Linked DNA regions of Sus scrofa: region 2 is linked to region 1. Evidence: chromatin contacts called from public promoter capture Hi-C data. All regions are on one chromosome and are shown on one strand. Each heading gives the region's core, a stretch centred on a gene start, on an enhancer-like site or on the middle of the called end of the contact. The rest is flanking DNA. Distances are from core to core; before and after follow the strand shown.

Region 1 (5,809 bases), core at 290-2,789:
ATTCTGATGTAAGCACGACAAAGTGAATAATGGGAAGAATTCCAGAGCATCAGAATAGGTAACATCTGTGCTACTCTAAATAAAGATGTATTTTTCTACCTCATGCAGAAATACAAATTTTTATTGCCCCTTACTGAAAATACACATCTCCATATCTAGTACATTAAAGAACTAGTAGTGTATTCATAATAGCCTTGAAAGTGTACCTTTAATTCCTAAATTCCCATAAACGTTCATTTAAAACTGAAAAGGGGAAGATGAGGGTGCAAAGATGAAGTACTGTACTTTCGTCGTGTGACACAGGAAGTTGGACTTTAACACATCCTTCCTTTTTTGTTTTAACATGTTACTCAGGCTGAAGACAAGTGGCTATTTGAAAGTCAGGCCCTCTTTGAAAAGCTCAAATATGAGTAGACTGAATGTTCAAGAAAGATGGGAGTTTTAGAAATGACAAACCCTGTGGTCCCATAACCCCTAACTCCTAACGCCTGTAGCTCAGAAATCTCTTTCTCCTCATCGGTCCAGCGACCAAAGAATTAGTTCTTTGATCTCTCACCTCCCTCCTCTCTCTCTCTCACACACACTCACACTCACACATACACACACACACACACAAAGAACTGCCCTGATCGCCTTAGTGTAGCCCACCAAGCAGGGCTTCGCCACCATCCTCGAACCAAATTTCAACACGCACGCCCACTCTCCTTCTCAGACCCCACTTGCCCCCTCCCAGTCCCGCTCCCAATGGCCAGAAGAGGTGAGCGCGGGCAGGGAAGAGGAGAGACGCTGAACGCTTCTGTCCCCATCGGCTCGCCGTCCCCCCGCCCCCGCCGCGTTACCCGCCCCCTTCCCGCTTTTTACCTGCCAACAGGTTCCTAATTTCCTCGGGGAGGGGGTAGGGAGAGGAGGTGCTGCTGGGGTTGGGCATGTCAGGGAGCGCGGAGCGTGCGGGGGAAGGACCTGTGCTGAAACGGGCTGGGGTTGTGGCTGCGACCTAGACTCGGGCTAGCGATCCCTGTAAGGACGGCGTGCCTACCAGTCCGGACACTGCCGGGCGAAGGCTCACAACAAGGAAGTCGCTGAAGTCCTGGCCACAGCGGCTGGACTCTTGGCCCAGCCCCGCCCGGCACTTCGGGGCGGGGCGATGGGCGGGGCGGTGGCCCGAAGGGACCCTGACTGCGCATGTGTGTCCCTCGGTGCGCCTCGCCTCCGAAAAGAGTCCGCGGTCAGGCCACACCCGCCCCTACGAGGGGACGAGGGAGGAGCAGCGGCTGGTGGGAAGCGAGCGGCCTGGGGCTGCGTCACCTGACCCGGGGGCTGAAGCGCCGCGCCGCCATTTTGGTCCCTGGCACCGCCACGACTGCGGGCCGTTTCTCCACGATCCCGGAAAATAAGGTGCCGAAAGGGCCTCCGGGTTTCCCGGTTAAGAGACTTACTGGCCTTTCATCAGCTCCGCCGAGGTTTAAAACCTCGCATAGTGCCCCACCTGAAGTTTTCGACCTCCCTAAACCCCTGTGGTCGTCTTTGTCTGACTGAATGACGGTAAGAGAGTCCCTTCTTCCGCCAGTCCTCCCGGAGGAAGCCGGCCGGGAGCGGCGCCGGAGAGCGCTCCGATTGGCTCTTACACTCTTTCCTACCTGGTTCAGACGCTTGGGAGGACCGATTGCCCTCGCTACGAGCAGGAGAGAGCTCTCAGGACAAAAAGCTGAACAGAGATAGGTACCACTGTCCACCTATAAGCATCAAAAAGAATATTGGAACAGAATTATAGTATCTGTTCCCTCCAAGCTGATCGTTTAATCAACAAATACTTATTGTCTCCTCTCTAAATCTTCTTACCGGATTTTTCTAAAAACCCCAGAAAGTCTGTGTGTGTGTGTGTGTGTGTGTGTGTGTGTGTGTGTGTGTGTGTGTAGGGAATTTTTTTTCTTTAGGTAAAAACTGCCATGGCAATGGTCCTTCCTAGATGCTACTATTGTGCTTTGAAGATTGTATTGTAGCGCCAGTCGCAACGTAAATTGTTTATTCTTCTATCCTTCAACCCTCACTAAATTTTAGTTTTCATTAAATTCAGAGGGAAACTATTACAGTGCAGATCCCAAAGTCCCACTTCTAGAAATTCTGCTTTCTAGCTGTTTAGCGTGAGACTTGATTGCATTTTAAACAAGCCCTGAATGTGATTCTGATGCTAGACATCCTGGAATTTGATGTTGAGAATCACTTTACTACTTTCCAGCTCCTACAGAACACAAAATTTGTTATAACTTGCCTTTCATCCCCACCTGGAACCCAAAACCTGACACAGAGTAATGGCTCTATTAATATTTCATACCGAAAATGTCAGACAGTAAAATAGTAAAAAAATTAAGTAGTCACATGCAAGTCATTTTAGTATAATTCTCTAAGAACCACACCAAACACTAATTGCAAAAGGAAGAATGAGAACATTTTGGAGTTCTCTCAAAATAAAATAAAAGACAATTTTACCACCACTGATGTAAAAAAATGCAAAGTAACAACAAAAAATACACCCCCAAACATACCTATTGCCTAAAATGGAATCTGAACTTCCTACTCAGTTTTAGAAATATTAGAAGAAGTGCTGAAAATCTGAATTCTTTTTGCTGGAGGTAAAAGTGAATAAGAGTCATCTTACAACATAGATCCTCCAACTTCAAAGAATTGATAATTATTCTTAAATGACAAAATCGTCTTCCTTCCTAGAGAAGGGAGAAACTGCTTTATGGACATACTATATTAGTAAGGATTCTTCCTCTCTTTACAGCTATCACATACAATTCCTTGTCATATTTTTTATTAAACCAGGCCTCCAAATGTTCCTATCTTTTATTTCTTTCTGATACAATTGACCAGAATTTTTTTCTCATGTCTCATTTATTTATTTACACTCCACTCATTCCACAAAGGAATTGAGGTGATTTACTACTGTATCGAATAGACAGTTTTTTGGATTGGATCAAATGGACACTGTCTGCTCTGCTCATCATGACAAGTCATTCTTGTTAGTGAAAGACAGGAAACTATTAAAATTGCCTTAAAATATATAGCATCTAATATATAGCATAGTCCAAATAAAGTAATAACAGAAAATGGACTCTTTGTATGAAACACATTCCCCCTATTTAGGCAACCATTCTCGGACACAGTTTCATGATGGATTCACGTGGGCAATGCTTTGTATACTCTATCATTTTTCCTGTTTATTGTCAAAGTTACTAAAATTGATTATAAAACACAAAGAGAAGGAGGCGCTAGAAGAAATATGTTCTTATTTCTCGTTTCTAAATGTTTCCATGACAAAAAGTAGGAAGGAAATCAAAACATACTTTCTATTTTTTAAACCAGTCATATTAGGTAAAAAGGAATAATAAATGAAACTTCAAATCTCAGCCTTAGAGAAAGCAGCTTCCCTACCGTTCTGCAAAGAAGAGACTCGATTCTGGAAGAATCTCATGATTTGTCTTCTCAAAAGTAAATCCTTCAGTTCAAAGGAGGGGTGTGTGTGTGTGTGTGTGTGTACATATATTTTTTCTTACAACTAAATATAACCCAACCACCTTCCTCACATCTTTCAAATTTAGCTTAGCTAAATATGTATTTGCCCACAGGCTTTGTTTTTAAAGAATCTAAATGAGCATTGAAGAAAAACGAACAGTATACTAAAACAGTGTATTTTCTCTGCCTCATCTTTATTTGGCTTTCATAGGCATGTGAAAGGAAGATTATATTTATACTTAGGCATTGTATTAGTTATCTGTTGCTACATAACAAACTTGGCTTAAAACGAACATTTAGTATCTCATGTAGTTTCTGGTGGTCAGGAATCCACAATCGGTTTAGCTGGATGGTTCTGGTTCAGTGTCCCTCATGAAGCTACAGTCGGGCTATGGGTTGGACTGCAATCATCTAAAGACTTCAATATTGCTAGAGGATCAGCTCTGAAGAAAGTTCACCCACAGTACTGTTGGCTGGAGCCCTCCATTCCCCTTTGCTGTTGGCAAAAGGCCTCAGTTGCTCACTACATGGACTTCGCCACAGGGCTGCTTGAGTATCCCCTTAACATGGCAACTGGCTTCCCCCAGGGCAAATGATCCATGTCGCTGGTGTTATCAGAAGAGTGTATTAGATAAAAACAATTGAAACCTTGCATTTATTTTGCAGCCTAATACATTTTTAGAACTTTTAAAACCCATTATGTCTTTTAAGTCATTTAGTAAGAGCTCTTTTAAAAGATTTTAGAAATGAAGAGTTGTTTTCACTTTCTAAATTTGTATCCCTCTCTTCAATTGAATATTCTAGGGCTGGTAGGTGTGAGTTTATCATTGTGTGGCAGTCAGCAGGAAAAAAAATTTATATTTTCACTGGAATTCTGGAACATGAAGTCATTTGCCCTTCAAAGATGTGATGCAGAATCTGACCTGAACCAGCAGCTTCTGATATTTGTGGCTCACTAACCTGTCTTTTGAGTTTTTAGGTCACAGTTACTAATCTTGTTAGTATAATATATGAATTTAGTAAGATATGGAAACTCATTCCCTTTTGCTTTCCATCTCATTTGCACATACACAAACATGGGCATTTTGCTATTTCCGTCAATCATTTCAATATAAGAATAATAAGCAATTTAATGTAGACTGGATTTGAATTCCTAACAAAATGCTGTATATCTTTCAAGTTCTACAAATTAGGAATAAGGTGAGAGAACTGTCCGTTCCATTTCAGGCTTGTCAGAGGCTAGCTGATCCTCTGCGCAGGCAACAGCCCTCTTCTCCCTTTAACTGGAATTGGTTTCCCCACTCGGACTCTCAATACACCGAGACTTTACCATTCTAAGGTCAGTCCTACTAATCTGGCTCTGATCTTATTTTCTACTTCTGGTAACCGAATTTCTCCTGCCTAAGTTCTGAGACCAAGCCTTTTACCTTGCCTGCTTTTAGCAAAGGGACATATTTGTTTTGATTCCTTCTAGACCTCGAGGACTACGGCTCTGCCTTACTCTTGTTGTGTTGATTTATAGGCTGGTATTATATTCTAGGTGGGTCTCCAGAGAAGAGATGGACCCAAATGCCTGTCTTGCCCTCTACCAATCAGGCTTGGTCCCCAGAGTATGGGCACTAGGAACATGCCAAGGAAATGTCATTCTTCTCTCCTATATAAAATTGAAAGCAGACCTTCTCCCCTCCATGTAAACCATTGTACTCCTCTGTAGCTTGGTAAGGTTACCTGAGCAGTGAGCAAGTGCATAAAAACACAAGAACTTTTGATTCTCCCCCTTAATTCTTGTCATCAGAATCTGTTTTCCGCCTCAGAGGTCCAACCGACTGATCTTGAAGATTCTACTTTATTCTTGGCTCATAATAGACTTAGGGAGAGTTCTCCTTAGGCTTAACCTGAGAGGTAGTATGCAAAGTCACCGGTATAATTTGTGTCCAGTCCAAGGCTGATCCTGACCTGCTCTCCCTGAAATTCTACTAATTTGAGACTTAGGAGAGTGGACAGATGACTCTCTGCCTTTGCACGTCATCTAAGTTGGCTTGAGAAGTCAGGTCTTATAATACCTGGATTAAGCACACCCTGATTTGGGATGAACAATAACCAAGACAGTATTTTAGAATTCAAAACATCCTGAGAGAGGGCAGGCCAAATGGACCAACCAAGGAATGGTTTCAGGAGTAGCCATATAAAGCAAGCAAGATATTCATGAGCATATTTTATGTTGTATGCACTACCCTCCTCTTTCTTTAGAATAGTTCTGGTCTTCACAACATCCCTACCAATATTTAATGAG
Region 2 (6,460 bases), core at 411-2,910, 1.5 Mb before region 1:
TTCAAGTTTAACCATCTCTGTAGAAGGGAAAGACAGTGATAGTACTTGTTGAACTAGAATTAATATTAAAATTCAAACAGCTGACCATATTCATTTAGCCACCAACCAATCTTATTTAAATCAGGACCATCCAACAGAAACATTCCATCAGCCATACATGATCTGAATTCTAGAGTATGAGATCAATTTAAATATGGTACACATATAAAAGTCATGAGACATGTCGGTCTTGTAATAAATAAGGCGGTGGCCAACTTTTACTCATTAGTAGCTTTTTTCAGATAAGCTATCAAGTCTTCCCTTTCTCCCTTCTTCTTAATGCCAGCGAAGATCATTTTTGTTCCAGGGATGTACTTCTTGGGATTCTCCAGGTACTCCATCAGTGTCTCCTCTCCCCAGGTGATGCCTAAACAAGGACGGATGCAGTATTAAGTATGTCGCACTCCCAAAAAACTGTTCATTTACCATAGGTTACATCCCTGCAATTTGTGCTCGGGTTTGTTCACGAGGGTCCCCCTCTTACCTTTGTTCTTGTTGGCATCTGTGTAAGAGAATCCAGGAGCCTGACCTGTCTTCCGCCCAAAGAGACCATGGAGGTTTGGACCAGTCTTGTGCTTGCCTCCCTTTTCTACAGTGTGGCACTGGGCACACTTCTGAACAAAAATCTTCTTGCCCTTCTCAACATCACCCATTTTAAAATCTAGAAATGAAAGACTCAGCTTATTAATTTTTCTGCAAGTAAAAATACAGTGGAAACAAATGATCAACTCCAGTCACTTATTCATTGCAAACTTATTACACTAAGTACCAGGCTGAACCATGCTTTACTCGCTACACTTGCAATAGACTCTTTAACAGAAAAAACTTTTTATAGCAAAAACGCTATTTGGAAGAACTTCGAAAAAGTTACAGCCCAAGCAAGCAAAGTGGGATGCTAGTTCAAAACTATTCCAAAAGATGAGGTCAAGGTCACAAAAAGTCACAAAGCTAATTAAGCTGAACTGTGATTACATTAAACCCAAACCACCAAAAATTCCAACTTTCGCCTTGCTGTGGGTTGGGAGGGCAGCAGCAAGCTTCGAGGTCCCCCGTCCCTGGGGTCTCAGGGGCGACCACGAGATCATTCACCCAGGCCGGGTTGAAGGAGACTGGGATGAAACCTACGTCTCCCAGGTGCCTGAACAGGTGAAGAGGAAACGCAACAGGTGGCCAGAAGAAGAAGATTTACTGGAAAAGCAGTTGGCTCTCTTGGAAAGCAGACGTGAGGCGCCGCGCGCAGCACCCTCACCCCCGCCCTCCCTCGGGAGGAAGTCTTGTCAGTCACTGCCACAGCCCCGACGTCCCGAGGGCCAGCATCTCGCAACGGTTCACAACCAAGTCATCTTTAAACGTTCAGGACCTTGACCAGACCACGCCATTACCTAGCTGGGTCCTGGCCCTGCTCAAAGCGGAGACCACCCGCTCGTGGCCGGGCGCAGTCCGGGGCCGCCACTCCCGGCCCGCCCGGCCTCAGTTCGCCCGCGCGCAGCCCTCGCAAGCGCGCGCCCTCAAGGCTTGGCTTCCCGCCCGCTGTGGCCTCCGCACCCAGGGCTCACCGTTCTTTCGCCGAGCTCAACAGACAAGCCACCACTCGCAGGCCGGACGTCCCGCTTTCTGGGTCCAAGGACACGCCGGTCCGCGCCTATGTACCGGCGTTGGTGCAACCGAACTAGCTCCGCCCTCTGGCGGCTCCACGTGCGGCCCGGCGGACTGATACGCAGTGACGTCACCGCGCCTCATTGGCCCCGGTCTCTAGGGCCGGCTTCGGAGATCTGCGCGCGCACGCCGGCTAGCAGGGTAGGGTGTACCGCGTGCGTGCCCTTCCTGTCGGGGCCTCTCTTGCCGGGTATTTACGACAGGCCGTTAGAGGTGCGACACCGAGGTTGTGCCGGGAAGGGCGGGCATCGCTCTCTGACCTCTTGTGTGCTTGCGTGTGATGACGGGGAGGGTGGGGCGGAATGGAGTAGTGGATTGAGGGCGGAATGCGGCCGGGGTAACCGGGTTGTTCTGGTTGACGTAATGCTCTTTGAGCGGCACGTTTTGCCTGCCTGGAGGGAGACAGTCCAACTTGGACACACCTAGAGCTCCCCTGGCTGTCATTCCCTTAGCTGGCCACCTTTACCCAGACTTGATCGTATTTCCGCGGCTGGCGCCAGGGGCACCCCAGAGGGATAGCCTGCAACCAGAGTTGTGAGAGTTGGACATGAGCTCCTGACCTTGTTCTTGTTTCTCCTCCACTTTGTGACTTAAAGTCATCTTACAGATCTCCCTTTCCTTTACGGACGCCCGAAGACTGGGACAGGTGCTGCAGTTGCGGTGTTAGAGCTGCCTGGGTTGTAGCTCTGGTCCCTTACCTTCCGGCTTCTTTCTGCCAGCCCTTCCCTCCTGTCATTTGTGTGTAGAAAGAGCAAGGAGTGTGTGCAAGCAGCATCCAGGAAGAAATATTTTTACATAGTTAGAGAATTTCGGGGAATCTAGAGAGAATTTACATCCCATCTAACCTAAATGAAGATCATGTTCAAGTAAGCCAATGAGCTTGGGGTCATATTAGAAATGTAGGGTTTTTTGTTTTTGTTTGTTTTTTGTCTTTTTAGGGCCGCACCCCAGACATGTGGAGGTTCCCAGGCTAGGGGTCGAATCAGAGATGAAGCTGCTGGCCTGCGCCACAGCCATGCCAGATCCTACCCGAGTCTGTGATCTACACCACAGCTCACGGCAATGCAGGATCCTTAATCCATTGAGGCAGGCCGGGGATGGAACCTGCATGCTCTTGGATACTAGTCAGGCTCTTTACTGCTGAACCTCCATGGGAACTCCTAGAAGTGTAGGTTTGATCACCATAACTTCCAGTAATTATACTTCTAGCTCTCCTTCCTGAGATACACAGTTTTGTCACTGAGAAGTTTCTCAACTTCCTTGTCCCTCAGTTTAGCCCCAGAATTCTAATTGATTTTTCCTTCTTTTCCCTGTTCTGTCAAGCGCTGCTGAATTCATTCATTCAAGGGTTTATTGAATGCATATCATGTGCTGGACACTTTCTAGGAACTTGGAATAAATCAGTGAAAAATGTTTCTCTGGTGGAGCTTACATTCTAGCATCCTTCCTCCTACCTCTGAATTCAGCAATAGCTGCTAAGAGGTTAATTCATTAATTAATTAATTTCATTTTCCAAAGATTAAATGATTAAAAAGCGCACCACACTGTATAGAAATCAACATTCTCTCCCATAATTCTGTGCATCTGGGACTATAGAAATGTCACTGTCCCTGCCCCACATCTTCAAATTAACATTCTCAGGTCACAATAAGTCTTCCCAAAGGGGACCTTCCAGAAAAACAAGCTATTTCCTTTGCTCATATTTCCCTCTTTTTGTAGCATGCACCAACAATCTATCCAAGAAGTATATATTGGGGAATAGGAGGGGGTCCACCAGCAAGCCCACAGTTGCTGACAGCCATAAGGTGAGAGACAAGCACAAAAGGATACATCAACATACTGGCAAAAAATCCTGTGACAGCTTGGGAATAGCTAATTTCATTCATGGTGGAAACCCCACTGTCCAGTGCATAGGTACTGATGAGGTAGGCCAGTGAGTTAAAGAGCCACAAGGAAATGATGTCACCTAGGAGGCGAGGAATAAGACCTGCAAAATATCCTAGGATGCCCTCTTCCCGATAGATAGTTACCATGGAGTCACAAAGTCCACAGTACTTGGACTCTCTGCCAATGAATTGTACCATAGATCTCAAAGTGATCACGTGGAGGGGATGTGTGATGAGAGTAGCAGCAGAACGAGCCATCATCTCTCGAGCTGTCTCCTTGATAACTCAGTCAAAGGAGGATGAAACTTCTTTCTGTACATTTCCAGATCCTGTCTCCTCAACCTTGTCGCACTCCTGGTAATGCTGTAAAACTTTACCATGGACCACAGTTCCAAGGACCCATGAACATAGTCTTGGAGTTAAGCCTGTGAACAATCCACGCTTCTTCCCATCGATGCTGGCAATGTGCTGAGCATAACAAAAGAGGCCAGGAAGCTGACATACTTGCCGCCAAAAATATTTCGTCCTATTGTTGGAGGAAGAGACTCATATCCCACCTGGATGAGCGGCTGGGACAGGATGGTGAGACCGGAGCCCAGGAGCACCTGACTGGCCGCATCCGCCATGATGGCACCCACAGACGGACCGCTAAGAGGTTAATTTAGATTATCCCAGATCCCTCCCAAACCACAGAGTCTATGATATCTGCTCCAGAACATCTCTCTCTCCAAAGGAGGAGGTTATTTGTTGTTGTTGTTGTTATTTTTCTGTGTCTGGATTTCCCATCTCCCTCTCATCACTCACACTACTGCCACAGACGTGTGCTGTAAAACAGAGCAGAAGTCACAGTACGTATCCAAGACCTTTTGCGGCTTTTGAAGGGCATCAGGATAGCATTTAAGGGTACTACTGCAGTAGGCACATCTGGCTAGCTAGCCAAGTTTTTGAAAGACCAAGCTTGGCAACACCTTGCAAATGCAGCCTGTACTTTTGGGGGCAAGTCCTGATGTTGCCACCGAAACTCACTGAAGGAATACTTGGTCTTCCGCGTTTGTGGTAACAGAAGTTACTAGTCTTTGTTCATTTGAATGATGGGGAGTATCAGCATTGTGCTGACACTACAGATGATGTAGAAGTAGCTGTAAATCAGCTGGCCTAGTGAATTGACATTTTAGATTTATTCCCATGGGGGGGAGAATAGAAAACTAGAAGCTCTTAGTACTTTTCACTAAGGAAATTGTGGATACAGAATCTTGTTATTGAAAGTAATGGGAAGATGAGAAGAAAGAACAAGAGCAAAAAAGAAAACCTGCCACATCATTTAGTAAAGCTGATACCATAAATTTTGTGCTTAACATCTGTGTATTCAGGTTCCAAAGAGACTCATAATGCTTACAGTATATTCAAGATACCTGAGAAAATTACTTGAGGAGAACAATAATCTGCATGTTGCTCTGTTTCCTGTTCATGTATCTTTTCGCTACCTCCATCTTTTCCTAGAGCAGTGGCTGGTAAGGGGTATAACTGTTATTAAAAAAATACCTTATGAGTTCCTGTCATTGTGCAGCAGAAACAAACCTGACTAGTATCCATGAGGACACGGGTTCCATCCCTGGTCTTGCTCAGTGGGCACTGCCATCCCCGCCATTGGCCTGAGCTGTGGTGTAGGTCGCAGACTCGGATGGGATGTTGCTGTGGCTGTGGTGTAGGATGGTGGCTGCAACTGCAGTTTGACCTCTAGCCTGGGAACCTCCATATGCCATGGGTATGGCCCTACAAAGACAAAAAACAAAACAAAACAACAGAATTGCTATACGATCCCGCAAGCCCACTCCTAGGCATATATCGTGACAAATATAATTCGAAAAGATGCATGCATCCTTATGTTCACAGCAGCACTGTTTACAACAGCCAAGACATAAGTGTCCATCAACAGATGAATGGATAAAGAAAACGTGGTACATATGTACAACGGACTACTACTCAGCCATAAGAATAAAATAGTGCCATTTGCAGCAAAACGGATGGACCTAGAGATTATCATACTAAGTGAATTAAGTCAGAAAAAGAACGACAGATACCATATGATATCATTTGTATGTGGAATCTAAAATATGACACAGATGAACTTATCTACAAAACAGAAATAAACTTACAGACATAGAGAAAGCACTTATGGTTGCTGAGGGAGTGCGGAGAGGAATGGATTGGGAGTGGGGCTAGCAGATGCAAACTATAATATATAGAATGGATACCAACGAGGTCCTATCATACAGCACAGAGAATTATATTCAATAACCATTCTTGGAGTTCCCGTCGTGGCGCAGTGGTTAACGAATCCAACTAGGAACCATGAGGTTGCGGGTTCGGTCCCTGCCCTTGCTCGGTGGGTTAACGATCCGGCGTTGCCGTGAGCTGTGGTGTAGGTCACAGACGCGGCTCGGATCCCGCGTTGCTGTGGCTCTGGCGTAGGCCGGGGGTTACAGCTCCGATTCGACCCCTAGCCTGGGAACCTCCATATGCCGCGTGAGCGGCCCAAGAAATAGCAACAACAACAACAACAACAAAAGACAAAAAAAAAAATAACCATTCTTGCCGCCCCTAACCCCCCTGCCATAAGCAACCATAAATCTACTTTCCTTCTTGACAGCTAGCCAGATCTTGCATTTTGATATCCATGGAATCATACAGTATGTGGTCTTCTGTGGCTTCTTTAACTTAGTATAATGTTTCTAGAGTTGCTCCACATTGTACCGTGTATCAGAACTCCATTACTTTTTATGACCAAATACTATTCCATTATTAATATTATTCCACTATTGGAGTTCCCGTCATTGCTCAGTGGTTAACGAATCCGACTAGGAACCATAGGGTTGCGG

The links. Promoter capture Hi-C pulls out the DNA fragments that hold promoters and counts their contacts.
Region 2: a contact with region 1 is called in a promoter capture Hi-C map of liver, with 13 times the contacts expected there. The contact joins the promoter of CYCS here to the promoter of SKAP2 in region 1. A contact is called at or near these places in 1 of 5 promoter capture datasets (liver) and 2 of 47 Hi-C or Micro-C datasets (heart right ventricle and liver).

Annotation. Positions count from the first base shown.
Region 1 is chr18:45,632,659-45,638,467 of Sscrofa11.1, reverse strand. SKAP2 (src kinase-associated phosphoprotein 2) reads right to left here and starts at 1,539. Exons shown (of 15, transcript XR_002340310.1): 1 at 862-1,539.
Region 2 is chr18:47,165,121-47,171,580 of Sscrofa11.1, reverse strand. It overlaps CYCS (cytochrome c, somatic), which reads right to left and starts at 1,660. Exons shown (of 3, transcript NM_001129970.1): 1 at 1,596-1,660; 2 at 524-700; 3 at 1-406. The coding sequence starts at 692. The coding sequence ends at 258. It also overlaps the pseudogene LOC102165713.